Regions from separate parts of the Mus musculus genome. Here region 2 is linked to region 1. A link is a contact called in public Hi-C data. All regions are on one chromosome and are shown on one strand. The core of a region is the stretch at or near the end of the contact, and the rest is flanking DNA. Distances in the headings are between cores, read along the strand shown.

Evidence for each region. Hi-C and Micro-C count contacts between places; a contact is called where the count stands out from the background.
Region 2: a Hi-C map of cerebral cortex shows a contact between it and region 1, with 4 times the contacts expected there. The contact joins the promoter of Ajap1 here to the enhancer-like site in region 1. A contact is called at or near these places in 1 of 39 promoter capture datasets (pre-B cells), 1 of 484 Hi-C or Micro-C datasets (cerebral cortex), 1 of 115 datasets of contacts at active chromatin or transcription factors (embryonic forebrain) and 2 of 9 other capture datasets (adipose tissue and pancreatic islet).

What each region holds. Positions count from the first base shown.
Region 1 is chr4:153,325,698-153,330,396 of GRCm38.p6, reverse strand. No RefSeq gene overlaps it. Among named protein-coding and RNA genes, the nearest start is that of Ajap1, 150 kb to the left of the region's middle. Within about 2 kb of position 2,511, at least 9 of the 459 cell types and tissues checked have an H3K27ac peak or open chromatin away from gene starts, as enhancers often do. A contact at or near this core is called in cerebral cortex, where this site is marked.
Region 2 is chr4:153,480,025-153,484,723 of GRCm38.p6, reverse strand. Ajap1 (adherens junction associated protein 1) reads left to right here and starts at 1,894. Exons shown (of 6, transcript NM_001099299.1): 1 at 1,894-2,595. The coding sequence starts at 2,567.

The DNA of each region.
Region 1 (4,699 bases), core at 1,262-3,761:
CCTCAGAATGCTGCCCAGTGTGCCTGATAGATTACAGCAACATCTTTTCCTTGCACAAAGCACCCAGAAGGGAGATGTACTGACTCCATGCAGAGGCTGAGAAGGGCAAGAAGGAAGCACGAGGTCACCACACTCTTTTGAATCAGCATGGGATGCAGGGTCACCCAAATGTCTTATCTCCTTATGCTTCCTTCTCCTGCAGCCCTGAACTCTTCCCAAATCCAAAACACTATCAGGGCTTCAAGTCTCTTCAAGTTCCGTGTGCCCAACTGCTAAAGTTAGGTCTAATTAGCCAGTCTTAATTGATATTAAGATAAATAACTTTTCAAATGATTTCCCCCCCACCCCCCGTGAGATGGAGACTTGTCGGAGGGCAGCCATCCCTAATTTAAATCAATGAATTAAAGCAAATGTGATTTAGTGGTTGCCGAAAGGAGAGGGAAATTTTTAATTCACTAATCAACTCATCCGTGTTGATGGTGGGGGAAAAATTCTAAAACACATTAATCAGCTGGGGACAGAACCGTTCAGATGGCACGGTGTTGTCAGGCCCATAAGTAAGCAGGAGCTAAGACCCAGGGAGTCCTGAGGCTCTGGATCCCTGCAGCTGCAGCTCCCTCACCCCCTTACCACTTTCCCTCACACTGACAGAGGCTGGTCCTAGGGCTGGAAGCATGGCTCTGGAGTTAAGAACACTGCTACTTCTCCAGAGGACCAGAGTTCAGTTCCCAACACCCATGTTGGGCTTGTAACCACCTCTAATTTCAGCTCCAGGGGACCTGATATCCTCTTCTGGCTTCATGCACGTACCAGCCCAACACATAAATAAAAATAAGGTGAAATAAATTGTGAAAGAAAATGTCAGTCTTCAAGCATGATACCCACCGTTTGTAAAAACCGGAGCTCACGTGACCAGTGGATGGCTTAACAGGTGATCGTCCTTCCTGCTGGAGCTTGATGACCTGTGTTTGATTCGACCCCTGACTTCATTGGTGGGAAGAGAGTAGTGACCCCTGAGAGTTGTTCTCTGACTGCCACGGACTCTAAAGCACACGCACAACTGATTTATGTCGATACACACCATAAGTGTGCACAACATTTCTTTAGCGACTGGCAAGATGGTTCAGCTAGGAAAGGCACTTGTTGATGATGTAAGTTGTGTGATTCCCAGAGAACCTGGAGGCCACAAGGTAGAGAGAGAAAGAAAGAGCTGACTCCCACAAGCATGTGCACACACACACACACACACACAAACATGCATGCACACATAACACAGACACATACACATGTGCACACAGAGACAATCCCATGCATATGCACTCTCATGCACATACACAGGCACAGATACACAGGCACAGATACACACTCAAGAGTGTGCACACGCATGTGCATGAACACACATGCACACACAGACACACTCAAACACACATGCACACAGATACTCACATGCATATACACTCATGCACATACACACATAGAGACTCATAGGCATAGTCACACACTTGAGAGTGTGCACATGCATGTGTATGTGTGTGAGCATACACATGTATACACTCACACACACATGCATGCACACAAACACACAGAGACATGTACTTGCACACATTCTCTCTCACACACATGCACTCACACATACAGACATGTACACACACATGCACACACATGAACAGACACATCCTAGAGTGTGCACATGCATGTGCATGCACACAAGCATACACACACACACACACACACACACACACACACACACACACACACACCAAATAAAGAGGGGCCAGTGAGATGACCCAGTGAGTAAAGGTTCTTGCTGCCAAGTCTGGGCCCTTATGCTGGAGCCCAGGATCCAGTCTTGGAAAGAGAGAACTAACTTCTGCAGCGTGTCCCCTCATCCTTGTCCCCAACAGACAAAATAAATAATAAAAAGTACTGAAGAGCAGAGGTGGACACAGCTGCCACCGGATTCCCAAGCAGGCTGCCTCATTTCTCACTTTAAATTCATGCTGAAGTCAGAGAGTGAGTTTCTAAAATATATCAAACTAATTTTTTCTGCCCTAGCTCTGACAGAGACGAGGCACATGAAGCTGCAAACTTCGGTGAGGGAGTGAGCTATGGAGAGACAACGAGTATCCTCTCACACAAGCTGGTCAGACCGCAGAGGCAGAGGCATTGCACACACCCCACACGTGGGCTGGGCGCTGTGTGACAGCCACGGTGTTAGGTGCCTGCTGCTTTTTCTTTATGTTTATGCTGTCTCTCTCGGTTTTCTGAAAATGGCACTTTAGTCTGTAGATTCCCTGCCTGATGCAAGTTTCAGGAAGTGAGAGAAGACTGGATCCATTACAGATTTTTCTTTTGTAAGCCACAAAACTTGACACAAACTGTCTGAAGCAAAAATAGGGATTTATTGGCTCACGCGGTGGCAAACGTTGGGATGAATTCAGCTGAAGGCAGAGCTGTAACGGAGAGAAGCTAAAGGAGCGCTCACACATTCTGGGCTTAGCTCTGCCTTCCTCTGCCGTCAGCTCCGAGAGCTCTGCAGCTTCCCAGAACACAGGCAGGGGCATGAGCCAGCTCAGGCTTCCACAGCCTTCCACTGCAAGAATAAGAAGGGTCTTTTCTAGAATTCCAGCTTTAAGTCATTCCTTGGTCCCTGGGGTGTCTGCTCCGTGTGTGAGATCAAGTGAGTGGTTTGACCAGTCTGCATCATGCTCTGGGTCCCGAGGTCATTGTGCTCAATCCTCCGAACCTTATCTATAGAAAGGTCTGGTACGTTCCATGCCACATGCCACGTGGCTTCCGGAAGCTTAAGGAGATTAGAGCAAGCAGAGAGGTGCAGATGACACAGCATGAGCCCAGAAGACATTGGCCGTGAGACCCTGTCTACCCTGAGTCAGATGACCAGAGAAGAACCTACAGCTGCCACTGGAGCTGAACTCCTGAGTTGAGCAGGTCATCTGGACACAGATGGAAGAGGATGGAGTCAGGCTCGGTGTGTGCACACTCAGAGAGCTCTTAGGTTACAACGTGAGAGGGATGGGGGTCTGCTGTCGGGCCGCCTTCCTTCTGCTTCTCAGGTACTTCTGACACTGGCTGGCATCAGTTGAGTATACTCACATAAAAAACTAGCCCTCATTCCTCTGTCAGGGCAGAGCCCTCCAGAGGGAACCCAAAGAGCATGTTCACCTGTGTTACCCGGTTAGAAACACAGCTTCATGCTCCAAACATTCCATGCCAGGAATGTTACCCTGACTAATTTCTGTATCCTGTGTGCCCTACCAGGACCCAGCACAGGAGCCAGTACACTGCTCTAGGCTCAGGGATTGCCTATGGCAGAGGCTGAAGCTTTCAACATTGGCTGCCTCACCTTTGCCCTGACCTGGGTGGCAGTGTGAACTTTGACCTGGGCGACTTGAGAAGTCAGGACGTGGCTCTGGTCCTGATGTCTGCCAGCCAGGGAGGGAGGCTATACAGCTTCTCCGACACTCATTCTCCCAGTCAGTGGAAGAGAAACTTGACCCCGAGTTCCCAAGCTGTGCGAATACAGAGATGAGATGTGTGTTGTCTTATGGGGACATCGAAGGTGAAGTATGTGGCTGGATAAACAACAGAAACGCCACAACGTGGGTAAGCTCTGAGTGTGCAAAATTTCACACATCTCAAAACCCCAGTTAGGAATAATCCTGACCTATTTGTTCATTCATTGTTCATTCATTCAATTGATGAATTCATCAATTCATCATTCATTCATTCATTCATTCATTCATTCAAATGGCAGCTTCTGTCTTTCCAGATGCTGGGCCACACACAGATCTCCTTTATGCTCTGACCATGCATGGGAGGTGAGTGGAAATCTGACCCCTGTCCTGGACTTTATTACGAATTAACTTGAAAGTCTGTCCCCACTGAGGGCTTCAAATGCAAGGCAAGGATGTATGCTCCAAAACAAGCCACATGAACCCATTTCTAAGCTCCCAACCATGGCTCTGACAGGAGACCCCAGAGCTCAGCACCCACAGCCCTTCTCACAGAAGCTTCGGAATGTGAGCCTCAGGCCTCTGACAGCTGGGCACTTCTTCAACCAGGACTCCCCAGTGACCTTCAGTCCCACCCAAGAGTCTAGAGTATCTCAGAGTGGGTCCATGGCTCTTCCTGCAGTATCTCCCCTCTAGATGCTTCCGTGACTGGTCCCAGCATGTCTTAGTGGCTCAGATTAAACACATTAAGCCTTATTTTCCCCAGTGTAATCAGGGAGCCCCCCAAAAGTCAGCTCACGTGGATGTTAGTGGGACTCTGTCCAAGTGAGTGAGCAATCTCCGTAGCCCTCATGCTCACCCAAAGGATGGCTGTGAGGATCAAGTTATATATTTCCAATAAAAGTTCTCTGTAGGTTACAGGGTTCCACATTTCCTCCCACTGTGCCTGTTTCATCCCTGGTAACAGTAGGCCACAAACTATTCCCAGCTGCAACCCAAGAAAAGGCAGTTACAACCACCTCGCCATGTTCTCATCCCTGGACAGATGTCCTGTTTTCCGAACTTCATTTCCTGTCCGTTGAAAAGGAAATACCAAAAATGCCACTCCAACCTTTTGAAGATAGACAGGGTTTTCCCAGGCCTCGGTAGCAGAGCCTTATGCTCATTTCCTGGTGAACCGATTGCCCGAGTTACATAAGGCAGTATGAGCTCGGAGCTCATTAAAC
Region 2 (4,699 bases), core at 645-3,144, 150 kb before region 1:
AGAAAGCAGGTCAGAACCCCCACCTCCAGTCACCTGGCTGCCCAGGCTAAGTCTCCCTAAGGACTCTACAGGCTGCTGGAAGGCCCTCTTTTTGCAGCACCCCAGCTTTTCCCGCTAGGTGGCAGCAGTGCAGGCATCTCCTTCCTGGTTGGCAACTGGGTCCAGCTTGCTCCGTCCGCTAGGACTTCCCTGCCTCCTTACTTTGTAAGATCATCTCCCTCCAACCCCCAGGACCAGGGCTCTGCGGGAAGAGGACCCAGAAGTGACCAGGCATTCAAAGCGCTGAGTCACCTGGGTGTCTCTCTGGACGACAGACTGGCACACAGCTAGTCGCAGCTGCACGTGCGCTGGGCCAACTCATTTAGTCCTAATTAAAACCTCCTGAGGGAAAGCACCGGAAACGGGTCTTGTAAGATGAGAAAGCCAAGAGTCGGAGAGGTTGCGTAATAGACATAGGACCCCAAGACAGTAGCACCCCATACCTAACTTCAGTCTCTTGCAACCATGCTACCTTGCTCCCAGATACTTTCTTTAGGGCCTGAGAGGGAAAACAGAACCATGTTGTCCTGTCCAGCCTGGGTGGGGAGAATCTCTGGCTGCCAAAAACCTTGGACTGGAGGCTCAGGGAAAAGGACCTGCCTGGGTGCACAGTGAATCCCAGGAAGACTGGCTCCTCCCCCCCCCCCAGCAACCCTCCCAGGGAGGCCTCACCCTCTCTCTCCTGAGGGGGGCAACTGCTGGGCTGAAGTCACTTGCTTGCAGCACCCTGGCAAGTCCCCAGTTGCCTCTCTTTACCTTCCCGGCTCTGACTCTAAAGTCCAAGCAGGAAGACCGCAGACTGAAGCTCATTTCTAAGGCCCCTGGCTTTGCATTTCTTCCCCACTATGTGTGGAGCTGAGAGCTGGCTTTTGTTCCTACAGTTCCTCAGGGACTAGGCAGCTAAGGCCTCCGTGGGATCCTCTGCCTTTATGTCACTCCTTTCAGTGAAAGGGGACCACAGAAAGCCTGTCTTTCACTAACCGGACATGCAGACACAACTAACCAGGTAGGCACCAGGGAGTGCTGGGTGGGAGAGTGGGCAAGATGTCTGGGAGTGCCAGGTTCAGAACTCCCTGGCTCTGCGAAGACAGCAGATGCCATAAAACCAAGAAGGAGGGGGAACTGCGCTGGAGACTGAATAACCGGGCAGAAGCATGCTCCAACCAAAGGCTGAAACTTCATCTGCCTGGAGAGAGGCCAGGCCCAGGCAGTGGGGAGACTCCCCAGGAGGACCCTCCCCAGCCTCTCGCATCGCCTGCGCCGTGCAGCTCCGCAGGAGGAAACTTTTCGCACAGCCTCAGCTCCCCAGTCCCATGAGAACCTCCTCTCCCCAAATCAGCCCTCTGCGTTCAATGGGCGTACTTAGAACAGGGTCCGAACCTCTTAACTGCTTCGCATGCCATCTGGTTACCGTGGCAACACCATCCGGCGGCGCCGGGCGGTCCAATCGGAGCCTGCGGCCTCTTTCGAGCCTTTCCCAAGGTGGAGACCCGGACGCGGCCAGGGATGGGGAAGGGGTGGGCCCGGTTCTTCTCTCTGGCGCCGCCCAGGCCACTCAGAGCCCAGGTCGCCAGTCCAGCTCCAGCGAGGTGGGCTGGCAAGCTAAGCCGACCGGCCGGGTTGGGGGCTCCGACTCCAGGTTGAGGGGCGGGGAAGGAGGGTGACGTGAGCCGGGCCCGGCGGGCGGAGTTGGGACCCGTTCGCGGAGGCGGGGGCAAGCGCTTCTGGAGGCAGACGCGCAGAGGGAGGCGGCCGAGCGGCGCGGGCGGCTCTGCGGAGGGCGCGGTGGGCGCGGGCGGCGGGGCCCGGGATCCCCGCGCGCCTCCTCCGCGCGGCGGCGCCGCCGCGCGTCCCCACGCCCCGCGCTCCACGCTTCTTCGCCCCGCGCCTCCCCTGCCCGCCTTCTGGCAGTCTCCGGGCCGCGGCTGTCTGCAGAGCGAGCGCTTAGACGGAGCTCTCCAGCAACTTGATCGGTGTCAGAACCTGGGACAGAGGCCCCTCGACCCGGCGGCGCGTGGAGGCGACCCGCGTGGGCCAGAGGGGCGATCTTCTCAACCCCCGGGCAACACCGATCACAGCCTCGCAGCTCCGGCTGCAGGCTAGATCCTCGCACGGCTTGCGGAGCCGCCCGCTTCGCTACTCGTCGCCCCGGAGGACGAAGCCCCGCTCCTCGGACCCTCGCGGCCGGCGACAGACCCGGAGTGCGCCCGCCTCGCTGCCGCCCGCGCCGTGTGGCCTGCGGTGGGGGCCCCGCGCCCCGAGAGCCGGCGGGAGGATGTGCGTCCCCGCGGGCCGGCCCGCCTGAGCCATGCGCCCCCTCGGCGGCGGCGCGCCGGCCGGCATGGAGCCCCGCGCGGCCGCGCTCTGACTCGCTGTGCGCCCCGCGGCCGGCGGGCGGCGGGCGGCGGGTGGCGGCGGCGGCCCGAAGCCGAAGAGCGGCGCCACGGGACCGGAGCGAGCGGGCGCGGGCGCCGCGCAGATGGCTGGGGCAAGCAAGGTCTGAGGCTGGGTTCCCTGAAACGTGACCATGTGGATCCAACAGCTTTTAGGACTCAGGTGAGCGACCCGGCTGGAGGCAGGGTGCATGGGGGGGTGGTGCGTGGGCGCTAGGCTGGGCTGCTGCTCACTGTTGCAAACCGAGGCACGGCTTCTCGCCTCCCCGAGGCGGCCCGCGTGGTGCACCCGAAGCCACGGAGCGCGGCCGCCTGCTGGTCCCTGAGGCCGGACAGAGAGAGGCAGGGAGCGGCCGTTCTCCTACGCTCCGCGAGTCGAGTGGGGTCGAGGTAGGGGCGCTTGCCCCAGTAACCTGGCAGCGGGGCTGGCCGGCGCGCCCGCTGCCCAGGGCGCCAGCAGCGCAGTGTCCTGGCCGGCGGCCCCGGCGCGGCTCCTCTCCGGAGCCCGGCGCGAGTTGCGGGCCATTGGGCGCGGTGGACTCGGGGGCCGGGGCTGACGCTGGATCTGCCAGGGAGAGCCACCGGCCCTCCCAGTTCTCGAGCAGCTTTGCCGTGGAGTTGGAGAAGCCCAGAACCCTACAGCCGCTCCGTCAGCCCTTCTCTCCGTTCCTAGGGCCCCTGGGCCCCTGAACTGAAGTGTAGTAGGAGCACAGCTGCCGACCCAGCTGCTTTGGGGTGACCTCCGGGCAGAAGGTCGCACGCAGCTGGCAGACAGCTGGGTCTGGAGAGCTTTTGGATTCTGGGGAAGCGACAACAGGCAACTGCCTCTAAGCACCTCTCACAGGCACACAGGGCTTGTCTGTGTCCGGGACCTTCCGGGCCAGTAGGAACTCAAGCCCAGTGCGGTTATGGGGCGGACCAGAAAGACCCTTCTCTGCAAACTTTGCCCACCTACCGAGTCGCTCAAGCTTCTCTGGATCCTGCCTTGGGGTCCCCAGAACGCAGTTGCCCCCTTTACAGAGCACAGTGTCTACTACCCTTGCCTTCATGTAAGGGGGTCTCTGGCCAGAGCTGCTGCGCCTGGGTCGGGATTTGGGACCCAGGTTGAACATCACAAATGGAAGCTGAGAAAGGCTGCTTGCGCTTCTAGTGTTTGTCCACTGGGATGCACTGCGCTCCCGTGTTGAGGATACAAGGGGTCGGTGGCTGCTGGAGCAGACTGCCTCAGTCACCCACCCCCACCAGCATGAAGCTGGGGAGAAAGTGGGGCCAAAGGAGGGAGGAACATGCGCGCGACCTGATTTTGAGAAGTCTGAAGGAGACTGGCATGAGAGTGTTTTCTAGCTGTCCTTGATTTGCGAGTGGTTCTGGCGCCCAGGAATACATGCTGGTCAGCATCATCTAGGGAAGACTGTCACGTCATTACTGGCATCCCCTTTCCTGGTGGCTGGGTTTGTTTGCGCTGTGGACTTTAAGAGGTTAATAATCGGGCCGATCTGCGATCTGCTCTGTGTGGGGCACCGGCTGGGCCTGAATCTTTCAGTGGGCTGTGCTAAGATTTAGGTTCCCGCAATTCTGGGGTGTGGACCAAACTAACCAAGGACATCTTTTCTGACATGAGCCTGATCTAGATGCCCTGTCTGTCTGTCTGTCTGTCTGTCTGTCTGTCTCCCCTTCTGCTTCCGACTGTCCCAGGGCTCAGCTAGATCCCAAGGCTTCCAGAGCAACCCAGTGGGATTCCTTCCCTGCCCAGAGGCAGCTTGAGCTCCTAGATGCAGCAGTCTGGCACTTGCTTGCCAGTGGCAACTTACCTGCACAAGTTGTTAGGTTGAAAGGGCAGTGCATTTTGATAATAGGGAGAGAACAAATGCCAGGCAGAGAAACCTCCTTTGGGGCTCAAAATTCACAGTTACCACAGAACAAGAATAACTGTGCAGGGACATGGCCAGACTTCCAGACATGGCTCTGTTACTGATTTTGAAGTTTGGCCTTTTAGGATCCCTCCCTGCCAGATGCTAGTGTGCGTGATCTTCTACACATATACCCCAGAGGAAGGGCGGCTACTCTCTGCAGTTCTAATAGGAAAGCTAGCCCTGTGTTTGTATCAGAGGATCGAGACGGCTTTGTTTCCTCTGGACGGGGCACACGGAGCCCAAGCCTAGGAGTTACACTTCTCCCTTGTAGCTCTTCATCCTTGCTTGCTAACTGCTCCCCACTGCACTATGGATGAGCACTGGGCATCTTGCTGTCAGGCTTTGAGCTTGGTT